Regions from separate parts of the Anas platyrhynchos genome. Here region 1 is linked to region 2. The links are chromatin contacts, called in public Hi-C maps. All regions are on one chromosome and are shown on one strand. Each heading gives the region's core, a stretch centred on a gene start, on an enhancer-like site or on the middle of the called end of the contact. The rest is flanking DNA. Distances are from core to core; before and after follow the strand shown. Region 1 has its middle 65 kb from the start of GATA6. Region 2 has its middle 76 kb from the start of GATA6.

Region 1 (5,430 bases), core at 2,078-4,577, 140 kb after region 2:
GCTTTGTGTTTACTGCAGATGCACAGTCAATGTGGATGCTCAGCTGTAAGCAGGAAAAATCTATTGAAAGCAGATCCACTGGCATGACGATCACATGTTTGTGTTCACGAGCTCTCTGTAGAGATCGTGTCCCACTAGTGTGGGTGTTTTCCAGACCTACTTACCTGTGCCTAGCTTCAAAAGGAGCCGAGAGGCATGCTCAGGCATTAACTTCATTTTGACTCTTTGGTGAACTGCTGAATTCACCGCTTTGGTGCAATTGCTAAATAAAGTTTTCTTCCTATCATATAAACTTTGTCTTGCCCCTAAGTGACCCTCCACTCAGGTGTCAGAGTCACCAGGCTCACTAAGGAAATACAGGACGGTGTTGTCCTTGTTGCTGCACAATTTGGAGGTGGCGAACAAGTTACTTTTATTTTCATCAGCATCAGCTGCCAGGGCACTTATATTTGGTAACTGTGATGTCAGAAGTCAGTCCTTTGGGCATGGTCCTGGGTCCCCTGTTTTGAAACGTCTGGCAAGACGCAATCAGTCGTTCCACAGTTTTTAGATTTCCCCATCATACAATGACAAACTGTGTTTTCCCAGGTACTTTTCAGGGCAGGCAGCTCTCAAGCATCTAGAAAAGCAGCTACCAGCTTGGCTCACCCACCACCCATGCTCCCATCAGTGCTGTACCCCCTGCTGCTCTGGTCTGAAGGACAGCCCTGCCTGGGAGGCTGCGCAGCCACATTTAGCTGCATTTGAGCATTTAGCTGCACAGCCACAGGCTGAAGCTGCTTCTCTGCAGCTTTCTCTCTCGTTTTCTGACTGATGGCTGCAACTGGCTCAAGGTGCCAGCATGTGGAGCACCCCTTGGTAGTCACCTGCCCTCTCCCAGGCTCATCAGAGCTCCTTTTTTCTGCCCTGTAAAATTATTTCACTCGCATCTAAACCCGTTTTAGCCGTTTAACTGGCTAAAATGTTTTCGCCCCATTATGGAGAGCGGGTAAATACCTCCTCCTGTCGAACTTCCCTGACAAGGCATGCAGGCCAACAAACACAGAACCACAGGAGGCAGGAAACAGCCCCAGAGCTGGCGCTGGTGCCGTTTCCTACCGAACTGCAAGCTCATTTCACTGAAGCTGCGAGCTCCTAGCACGTAACACAAGCTGGCAAAACGTGGCGTCTGATTGAAACACGGCATGCCTCTGCTGTGTTGTGTGATATGCCAGAGCTGACAGGTATGAATATAGGCTTAAATGCAGTTTTCACTCATTTGCAGTGACTCCTCGTGCTTCCACTGACTGTTTGTTTGATTTGAACTAACAGTTCCCTGGGTTTGCATTTGGAGGAGCATGAGAATCCATCTTCCAGGGGAGGAACAACTGGACAGTGGAGGTGTTGTTACCAAATGCACTCCCTCCTGCATCAGCTTCTCTCTGTGCTCTCAGAGACTGCAGCCTAATGCTTGTTAAAATATTATTTCCTGGATGGTTCCAAATGTTGCTTCCCAGGGGAAGAAATAATAAAATACATGGAAGATGCTTATTAAAAAATAAATAATAAGAAAAGAACAACTCTTTCAGCCAAACAAGCACTAAAATCTGCCACATTCCATTCAAAAGACAATGGAATAGGAAATGAAACATAAGAATATGCCTACCATTAAGCAAAAAAGTCGCCCTGTCAAAGGGCTGTAAATAGTAAAACCAGAGAGTATTCACTGTAGCAGTGAAGCCTGGGTCTAAGCAGATTCTCTGCAAGGGGTATAAATTGCCTCTGCCTTTGCTAATTGGTGCACAGCAGAGCCCAGGCATCAGTTCTCCATCGTTAAGTTTTTCTAAATTCTCCCAAACAATTTTAATGCGAGTACAATACAACCTTGAGAGCAGTCCTGGAAGATATCCGAATGTCCAGTTCTCAAAACAAGATTTCAACATGCGTCACGTCCCTCCTTGGACTATTTTGGCCAAGGGTGACAGGATCAACCAGAATTCCAGGTTACAGTTCATTAGTCCATGACAGCTAGATTATCTCTGTCTGCAAGTAGGGCAGCTCTGACCATACACACCAGGATCTTTTAAACAATTCCTAGGATACTTATCTTGATGCAATTTTTGTGCCTCTGAGCAAAAAATAGAAGCAATTAGACCTGAACTGAAGGTGTAATCAGCTAGGAAAACAGCTGAAGATTTATAATAAATTCTACCGCAAATGCAAAATTTCCAGTGTGAAAGAGAAGATCCTTTCAAGTCAGGATCTTCAGAAATCACCTTCAGATGGAGCTGGGCTGTTTCATATGATTTGGCTCGGTTTTGTGCTGGGCTGAGGAATCAGAAAAAATGTGCTTTAAAATCATCCCAAGTTAGTGAAACAAATTACCAACAGCACAGGCGATTAGTCACTGGAACGCTTTACTCTGGGAAATGGTGAATACTCCAATGCTTGATGCCATCAGATCAAGACTGGACATCTTTCAGGAAGGTCTTGTGTCAGGCAGGAGAAGTTATTGAGCTCGTCTTGTGATTATTTTTACATCAGAAGTGGGAATGGCTGACGAGGAACCTGAAAACATGACAAAAATCTGTGAAAGCAGGTTAGTGGGGTTCCTTATTTGATCTCCCAGTGTAGCAGTCAAAAAGAGTCTGTGCTCAGAAATGAATTGAGTGTTGTCTGAAGAGAGGCTGAGTCAGTACAGCTATCAGCTCCCTCTCAGCGCTGCATCGGCTCTGCAGTGCTGACAGCAGTAAAAACTTGTTTATTGATTGTCAATGAAGTATGACTTGAATATGCACAGTCTTCAAACAGAAGAGGAAAAAGATGATTTTACATCATCATCGGTCTGGCTATCACTGCACATAGCTGCACTGGGCTGATCCAGTTACATTTTCTGTTGTTAAAGTTTGCGGGTTTTTTTGTTTTGTTTTGTTGTTTTCAGGAAAATTACTCCCATATTAGAAGAATTAACTAGTATCCTGGAAAAGAAAATGTTGACTCAGATAAGGAAAATGACTGCTGGAAGCACAACAGAAAGTGAATTCTGCCTTTCATTTAACTCTTTAATTTCTATGTACCCATGGGAATTTTGCAAAAGATGGGAAGCAAAGACATGCACAAAATGTAGAAACTGAAAAAAATATGAAAAGAGAAAACAGAAACAGTGTGTGTCATTGAAAAATACCTTGATTTTTTGGAAGAAACAAATATTTTACTTCCCCTTCTCCGCAGGCATTATTCTGTAAAAACAATACAAAACATTTCAGCCTGTTCTAGTGATGACTTTGTAGGACTGACCCCCATGCAGAAAGCCAAAGCAATGTCTGTGACTCAGATAAGACACAACAAGCCCTATTTTGAAGACATCCTTTTGCAAAGGCTTGAATTCCACTCTTTAAATACATGGAGGCAGCCCTGTCTAAGATGACGCAGACACGATAGTGCCATCTAAGCAGCAATGCTGTGGCTGAAGATGTTTTCAGCCCCAGCTCCTATTCTGGGGTACTTATCATAGGTTTGCTTTGGGACCCACTGTGCTGGGTGTAGTGCAAACCATACCAATGAAGCAAAGTTTGCTTGCAGTTTTTAATGACCCTCATGCTTACAAGGAGAAAAGTTTGGAAAGTATGGAAAAATGACATTGGGTTTCTGTGCTCTTTTCTGTAAGAGCAGGGCAGTCAGTATTCAATGACAGAATAAAAAGCCACAGAGTCAGAAAATAGGTTACACATGGATTTTGGTTTGGCTGCTGCAAATCCAAAAACGTATTTTAGAAATTTCAGAATTCTCTCACACTCAGAGATTCATGCTGATAAATGGGCTTGGCACACAGCAAGTAATGCGATTTAGGGTCACACCTCTGCTACCAGACCTCCAAGCATGTCAGCGATCAAACACGGACCCATTCATTTCTCTATTTCCATGTGCATCCATTTAAACCAGAACATGCTTTACACCCCTGTGAGGGTATGGTAGCTCTTCCACCAACTTTGTGCTTTCTTTGCAATGACAGAAATGGCTCAGCAAAGTGCAGAATGACAAATAATTGGATCCCCATAGGATAAGTCCAGGTTACATGTGCAAGACAGAACCCAGGGCTCTGCCCCACTGAAAGAAGGGGCCAAAAGCACAGGAGTTGGACGGGTAGCCTGACTTCAGGGAGAGGAACTCAAGATTTGCACCAAAAATACTCAGAGCAATACACAGCTATTGAAGCAGGCCGAATTCCCAGGGATGCTTGGCATGTATACCCACTCCATATGAGATTTTATGTTGGTGGTGGTTCTTAGAAGGTCTCAGTCTAGCCTTGTTTCTCAGTTTTACAGCACATTGTGAAAGCCCACAGGATTACCCCATGCTATTCAAATTGCATATTTTCTCCATCATGGCAGAAAATTCTGCCATCATCTCTGTCCAGAAGAGCATTACCAGTTAGGTGGCTGCCTGAAGATGGTGACAGGGTTTGTCTGATCTTCCATTCTTGCCTCAGGTGATTCTGCATGCTCAAAGGGAGAGCTGTGGATGACCTACACTTTCAGAGACCATGTTCATGCATGGTTTTTTTTGTTTGTTGGTTTTTTGTTTTGAGACGTTGTACGCCTGCCTGGAGTCTGAAAACTTAAAATGTAGGGCTGCCCAAATTTCCATAATTTCATAGATGGAAAACACATTTCAGATCTCAAGTGGAAGCTAATACAATAATGAAGCTCTCAGGACCAAGTTAACACACAGCTTGTACACATACTGTTATGGCAGCATTCTTTACAAAGCGTTTACAACTGCAACTATATTTTAAAGTAAGATGGGAATTGTATAACTGGCTCAGTCTCTCATCCCCATCATTGAAAATGTGTGTGCAAATCCCAACACACTCAAAGGATGTTGCATGAGAATTACAAAAATGGTTTAAAGAGTTGTAGAGAGCAAGGCCAGGGTGCTGCTTGCTGTTAGCACTCTCGTAAATTCATTTTTCTCTTTTCATTTTTTTTTCAGTATTTCTCCTCCCACACCTTTGCCCTCTCTGCCTTTCTGAACTTTCACAGATATTTAAACATTGGCTTTGGTACTGAAACTGGGCCCTGATCTTATGTGAAAAACAAGGAAAACCTTCTGAAGGAATAACCTAAGTGTAACACCAGATAAATTAAAAGTACTCTCTGCTGTCATTCAGCAAAGCCATGTGCAGACAGAGAACTTTCACAGCTATTAAAAAAAAATGTGCTATTCGGTGCAAACTTGCCATCTGGCTCCTAGTGCTGGATTCCACTACAGTGTGCTTCTTGAGATTACACTCATCTGCCAGCCTCCCCCTCTCCTCCCAAGGCACTTAGGAAGACTCTTCTGGGAATAGAAAGTGAATTATTTTATCCCAATCACCATGCAGCTAACTATACATGGTAATTAAACAAAGAGACATTCTCCTTCTGCCATTGGAGGCAAAGGTTTTCTTGT
Region 2 (5,509 bases), core at 1,092-3,591:
CATGAATTAATACATTGTTTTTTGCCAAAGGGTGGCAAGCTGAGAAAAGGTCGGTAGTACCGCAGCTGTTTCTGTCACCTTGCCTAGGAAGCTGGAGGCACGCCACCACGTTGTGCCTGGTAGTTTCACCCCTAAATGCTTTAGAAGGTTGCTAAGAAGCTGTCTATATCCTTGGATGAGCTGCCAATGGATTAGAAACAAAGGCACCTGAAAGGCACAGACTTTCAATGCTTGAGTGAAAGTATCCCACCACATTCTTTCTTTTTTATTATTATTATTATTTTTTATTTCCTCCTGGTACAGGAAGAACATCTGAGGGAAGAAGGGGAAGCTAGCAAACCTCGCTGATATTGCTGTAATGTGTGTACATGCAGCAGTGGAGAACACTGCAGATATCTGTGTCTGGACAGGTTAAAAAAAAAAATAAAAAAGAAAGGGGAGGGGAGGGTTAATGAACTGTTAGGTGACTGATGGCATTTCTAACCCGAAGGAGAGCTGGCCGCCTCAGAGCTGAGGTTGGTGGTGTTACCCACAGTAACTGCTAGCTCGTGTTTGCGTGTAGTTCATTTTTATTTTATTGTTCGGGTCAAAGATAAGCCAGTGGCTCTGTTAAGTGTGGTGAATATCTGGGAATAGCAGCGTGGTTCTGCTGAGCACCGCTGCCAAGACTAGAGCAAGCCAAGGGAGAGTGATCCTTTTGTCAGGGACAGAAATGTGGTCTGACACAACTTGCTTATCAGAGGGAAAGATTTTTCACTTCAGGAGGAAGTTTGGCTGGGAATGCATTGGATAACATTTCTCATTTTTTCAGGTCTGCGGGAAGTCCTGTATAAATGAATTTTCCATTAGCATAATAGCTGTGTTACTGTCCCTCCTCTCTAGAGAATGTGGATGTGGGAAATAACGTAAAGAAGACTAAAATGCTCTTAATCTATGCGAGTCAGCAAACACACCTTGCATGTTCACAGCCAGGAGCCATTTGCCCTTGGCTCATGCCAGAATAGGCAAAAGCGGTTCTCTTTTTTTTTTTTTTCCTCCTAATTTTTCATTCCAGGAATTTCTGAAGTTTCCAAGCCATCGGGCTCTAGTTAAATTAAAACCTGGTCTTCCTTTTGGTGAATACTTTGTGTAATTGGCAGTATTTGTGTGGGTTCCGGCCTCATCTTGGATCACTTTGTTTAAACGTTGGGAGCCTACATGTATTACAGAGAACCTGCATTAATGAAGTTGAAGAGATGTGTCTTCTAATTGCAGCCATGAGACTGGGATTTGTTAGATATGATTTTTGAGAGTTTTCTGGGAGTCTTCACCCAAGCCACTTAATTTGTGTTTCCTCTCATTCCTGTATGTAAAATGAGGAAAAAATAATACTTGATGGTACTAGAAGAGATCAGCTAGTGTATGCAAAAAAGCCTAGAAATAAATAAATGAGCTCCTGAGCAGCTAACATGCCTCCCCTGCCAGCTCCTTGCATGGTGGTATACCAGCTGTGTAGTGGTGTCAGACCTTTTTCTGGTGGAAAACTAAAACCCAGCTCTAGTGCTAGCTCACAGGCCTGCCAAAGACCAAACAGGCACAAAATGGACTATTGTCTTCCACCTCCCAAGCAGTGGGAATTATTAACTTATTAATTAACTAGTAATCACATACAAATATATATTTTATTATAGTTAACAAGTAACAGTCGTTATGTTTTAAAGCACCTGGTGGAAGAAATCCGCGTTGGATAAAGGAAGGGTGACGAAGTGCCAGCTCTGGACGTCCTTGGGTTTCGGCCTCGTGGTGCTGCGGTGTTGGGTGAGCTGCCAGAGGGTGTCACTGCACGCGTTACGGAGAGGGAAGGACGAGGTGGGGAAAGGGAATAAAAGTTCAAGTGTAAATTTCAGTTTCATTGTTAAGCTAGAGATAAATACAGAAACATCGATGAATCAAATCCTCGCTTTCCTGGAGAGTACAAGCATTTCCTGGAGATGCTTAATTATATTGAAATGCTTAATTATATTTATTTATTTATATGTTTGTTTTTTTTTTTTTTGTTTTTTTTTTTTTTCAAATAAATATCCCAGCTGTTCAGGACCAGATCCTCTGATATAAAAAGTCGCATTACTGCTGACTTCCATACCCATTCTGTCCCTGAGTTGTTTCCTAATGCTGAATGTTGTACACAGCGTGAATAACGCTGGTTTAAAAAAAAAGAGAGAGAGAAAAGAAAAGAAAACCAGAGCAGGCTTTCCTCAAACCCTTCAAAACCTCCTGTATGAAACTCTTGGTGTTTGCAGACCTCAGTGCCGAAGGTCGCTCTGGCTGAGGGCGCCCATCTTCCCCTGCCAACTCGCCGGCCCCACGGGCAGGCTGGCTGTGGAGTTGGGCCCTCGCAGGCCTCTGCCACCAGAAGATGCCCGTGTACACGCTCAGCCAGCCCAAAATACACCAACCTTGCCGGCTCTGGGCTGTTTACGTGATGTACATTACTACCTCGCGGTGCCTGCACTTTTGGAGAGGCCTCTTCCCCGCAGCCCGTTGCCAAGGCCCGCGCTGTCTCCGTGCGTGTTATCGCGAGGATGACAGTTTAAACAGGGCTTATCGCTGTGTATTCAATCAAGGTTTATGAGGGCTGATAAAGATGTCACCTAGTTGCTTTGTGTGTTCATTAAAACACTATTCCTCGGTAGGACTTTGCTGTATTATGTTGTTTTGTGTTTTTTTTTTTTTTTTTTTTCCTTTTCTTCACCGATTTTAGCTACCTTCTGAGGAGAGGTGTATGTGTACGAAGGGGAGGTGCCGGGCTTGCTTTAGCACCAATATTTCTGCAGGGAAGAATTAAGAAAAAAAAAGTAATTTGGTTGACCCAACCCTATCTGCATTTAATATCTCGTGTTATCAGAATTGCTTATTTAATAATTCAGTACACTTTTCCTAGGTTTAGCTTGCCCGTGGCAGTAAAGTGATATGTGTGTGCTTTATCTCCTGTGCTGTGCTGTGGCTGCAGCTCGGGGGGGGGGGTGCTGCTTGTCCCCAGGGATGCTCGGACGTTCCTCACCGCTCACTGCACGCAGATCCACTCCTCTCTTCTCCTGATGCATGGGAACGGTGTACTTGCGACACAGAAACGTAAACCTGCTTGGTGAATTGCTTCAGTTGCAAGTCAAAGCCTGAGGAATGATTGCTAGAAACAAATAGATACTTATATAAAATGTATTGATAATTTTCACGTTATCCGGATATGATGAACAGTAATAGAAAATGGACAAAATATATTTTATTTTCTTGTGTTCTAAGCTTTGTTTCTTTTCCCTTCTTTCCTTATTTTTTTTTCCTTGATCCATATCCTTTTCCCAGCTATAGTTTAGAAGCACACTGGCCTAATTGTATCTGGTAACACTTCCAGAGTTCTGCCGATCTTCAGAAAATCTCATTTTTACAGTAAGCAGAAGTTGTTCTGTTGCATTTTTTGTTGTTTGAGTAAAATTTGTTGTAAAACAAAGCAGATACACAAAACCATAATGAAAAATGATTAGTTGCAGCTGTTTGCTGTGTTATATAAGAAGGGAATGTCTAAGGGATCTATTGGCTAAAAAAAAAAAAAAAAAAAGTTGAAAATATCTAACAGACTCAGGACCCTAGCTCAGTCAGAAATCAGTTGAAATTAAGCCTGCGTGTTTAAGCTTTTTTTTTTTTTTTTTTTTTTTTTAAATGGGAAGAAACTGAATATCCAGTTGATTCCTTAGAGCCCCAGGCCACGGCAATTTCTTGTTGTTTATGGTGCAGCATATTGTATGCAGCCCTCTCTGTATCCTACAAACTTTGTGAATACTGATAGCTGTCAGCATTTCGCAAATGATTCTTTCACTTTTGTTTACAATTGCTGCTGGCAGGCACTGGGCTATCTAAGGCTTTAATGCTGTGCATGTGCTTTCATAATAAAATGTTATTCTATGAGGATAATAACACTTACTAGAGATCAGTATTAAAATTAAAAACAGAGCCTCTCCACCATCACTTGTTAACACTTCTAATGATTGTTTGCTTATTAACACAAATTTGTTATACGCTTCCATTTTAGCTCTGTGCTGTCTGGTCTAAGCAAGAGGCACTTCTGTGTATAATAATTATGAACAGCCAGGCTGATCTCTGTAATAAAAGTTACTGTAGCGTGATCTGGTCTGCTTTCTGTGAAATGTTTTATATTGAAACCAATTGTTGACCCCTGCCTTATCATTTCACTCTATCTGTTTGTCTTTAAACAGGAGTCACGGTAGTCTCTGGAATATTTCCCTGGGATGAAGCTATTTTAGCTGCTGCACTGGTGTCCATTTAGCCTTGATCGTGGAATACTCGCTGGTCATCCAACAGTACAGTACTTTCTGAAGCAGCGTTGCTATTGTTTGTGAATAGAATCTATGGAACATAGCAGAGTGGAAATCCTTAGGTCTTAATACTTGATGCTTTGAACACAATACTGTGCTTTTTACATTCTGCTCTTTATTATCACTGCAAAGCCTCTGTGGGCTTCAGAAGGGAATTAAGAGACCACTTTACTAATGAATTGTGCAAAAACATAACAAAAATACAGGTTGCACTAGACACTGTGTGCAGCAATGCCATCTACCTGCCTGCTTGTATGTGGGAAGCATTTTCAGATTACTCTATCATCTTCTGATCTGGATATCTCTAAGAAAGCTTTATTCATTTTTAAGATTTTATATATTTTTCTCTGTTTTGTTTCGTTTAACAGTCTCTCTCTTTTCCTACCTTAAAAATAAACAAATGCAAAAAAAGGTTGTCAACTTCTTGTTTTTCTTAAAGGATTCTACCATGGGCAGTCTAAAAGCATAACTGATTTGCCTTTTGGTATTTTTTGGAGTTAAATTAGAAAGTACCTTGATTACAGCTTGCTGATGGGTTCAGAAAGGCTTATTCACACAGTAAGCCATTTTGTCAGGGTGTGGAAAGGGAATCTGAAGCAGGGCAATAAAATATGCTTTTGGAAAGATTTCCAGTTTCTGTGCAGAGGTCCCATCCCAGATGCATTTGCTTACACAAATGCTGCTAAATCACCAGAACATGACTGCCATCCGAAAGCTCACCTGTCTTTGAATGTATATTGATTTCTATTTCCTCGTTTAAATCCAGAATGTTTATGTGAGCAGAGTACTGATGGGGCTGAAAATCTGGCGATAATTCGGTATATAAAAAAAGTAAACGGTCTTAAATATTAACAATACCAAGAGATCACTGATCTGTTTCTACCTAGCTGGATGGGAAGGCATTCTCAGTGCAGAATAATTAACAATTCCCTTCTGTTCTTCATTGGGTCAAACAATATATTCACCTGTGTTCTTACAGCTCTCATTTTGGCCACGCCTGGTAGTTGTTCCACCTACAGTATCAAACCTTCAACGTGTAGCTGGGCAGAAACTACACTTCATTACAGCTCTTGGCATTGGCAGTTGTCTTCACAGTGGGATCTTAGGCTGCTATCACCATTCCTTGGAGGAGTGTCAAGAGG

Evidence for each region. A called contact is a pair of places that touch in the nucleus more often than the background predicts.
Region 1: a contact with region 2 is called in a Hi-C map of liver, with 2.1 times the contacts expected there. The contact joins two enhancer-like sites. A contact is called at or near these places in 3 of 8 Hi-C or Micro-C datasets (liver, skeletal muscle and subcutaneous adipose tissue).

Annotation. Positions count from the first base shown.
Region 1 is chr2:54,674,809-54,680,238 of IASCAAS_PekinDuck_T2T, forward strand. No RefSeq gene overlaps it. Among named protein-coding and RNA genes, the nearest start is that of GATA6, 65 kb to the left of the region's middle. Within about 2 kb of position 3,328, at least 5 of the 8 cell types and tissues checked have an H3K27ac peak or open chromatin away from gene starts, as enhancers often do.
Region 2 is chr2:54,533,675-54,539,183 of IASCAAS_PekinDuck_T2T, forward strand. No RefSeq gene overlaps it. Among named protein-coding and RNA genes, the nearest start is that of GATA6, 76 kb to the right of the region's middle. Within about 2 kb of position 2,342, at least 4 of the 8 cell types and tissues checked have an H3K27ac peak or open chromatin away from gene starts, as enhancers often do.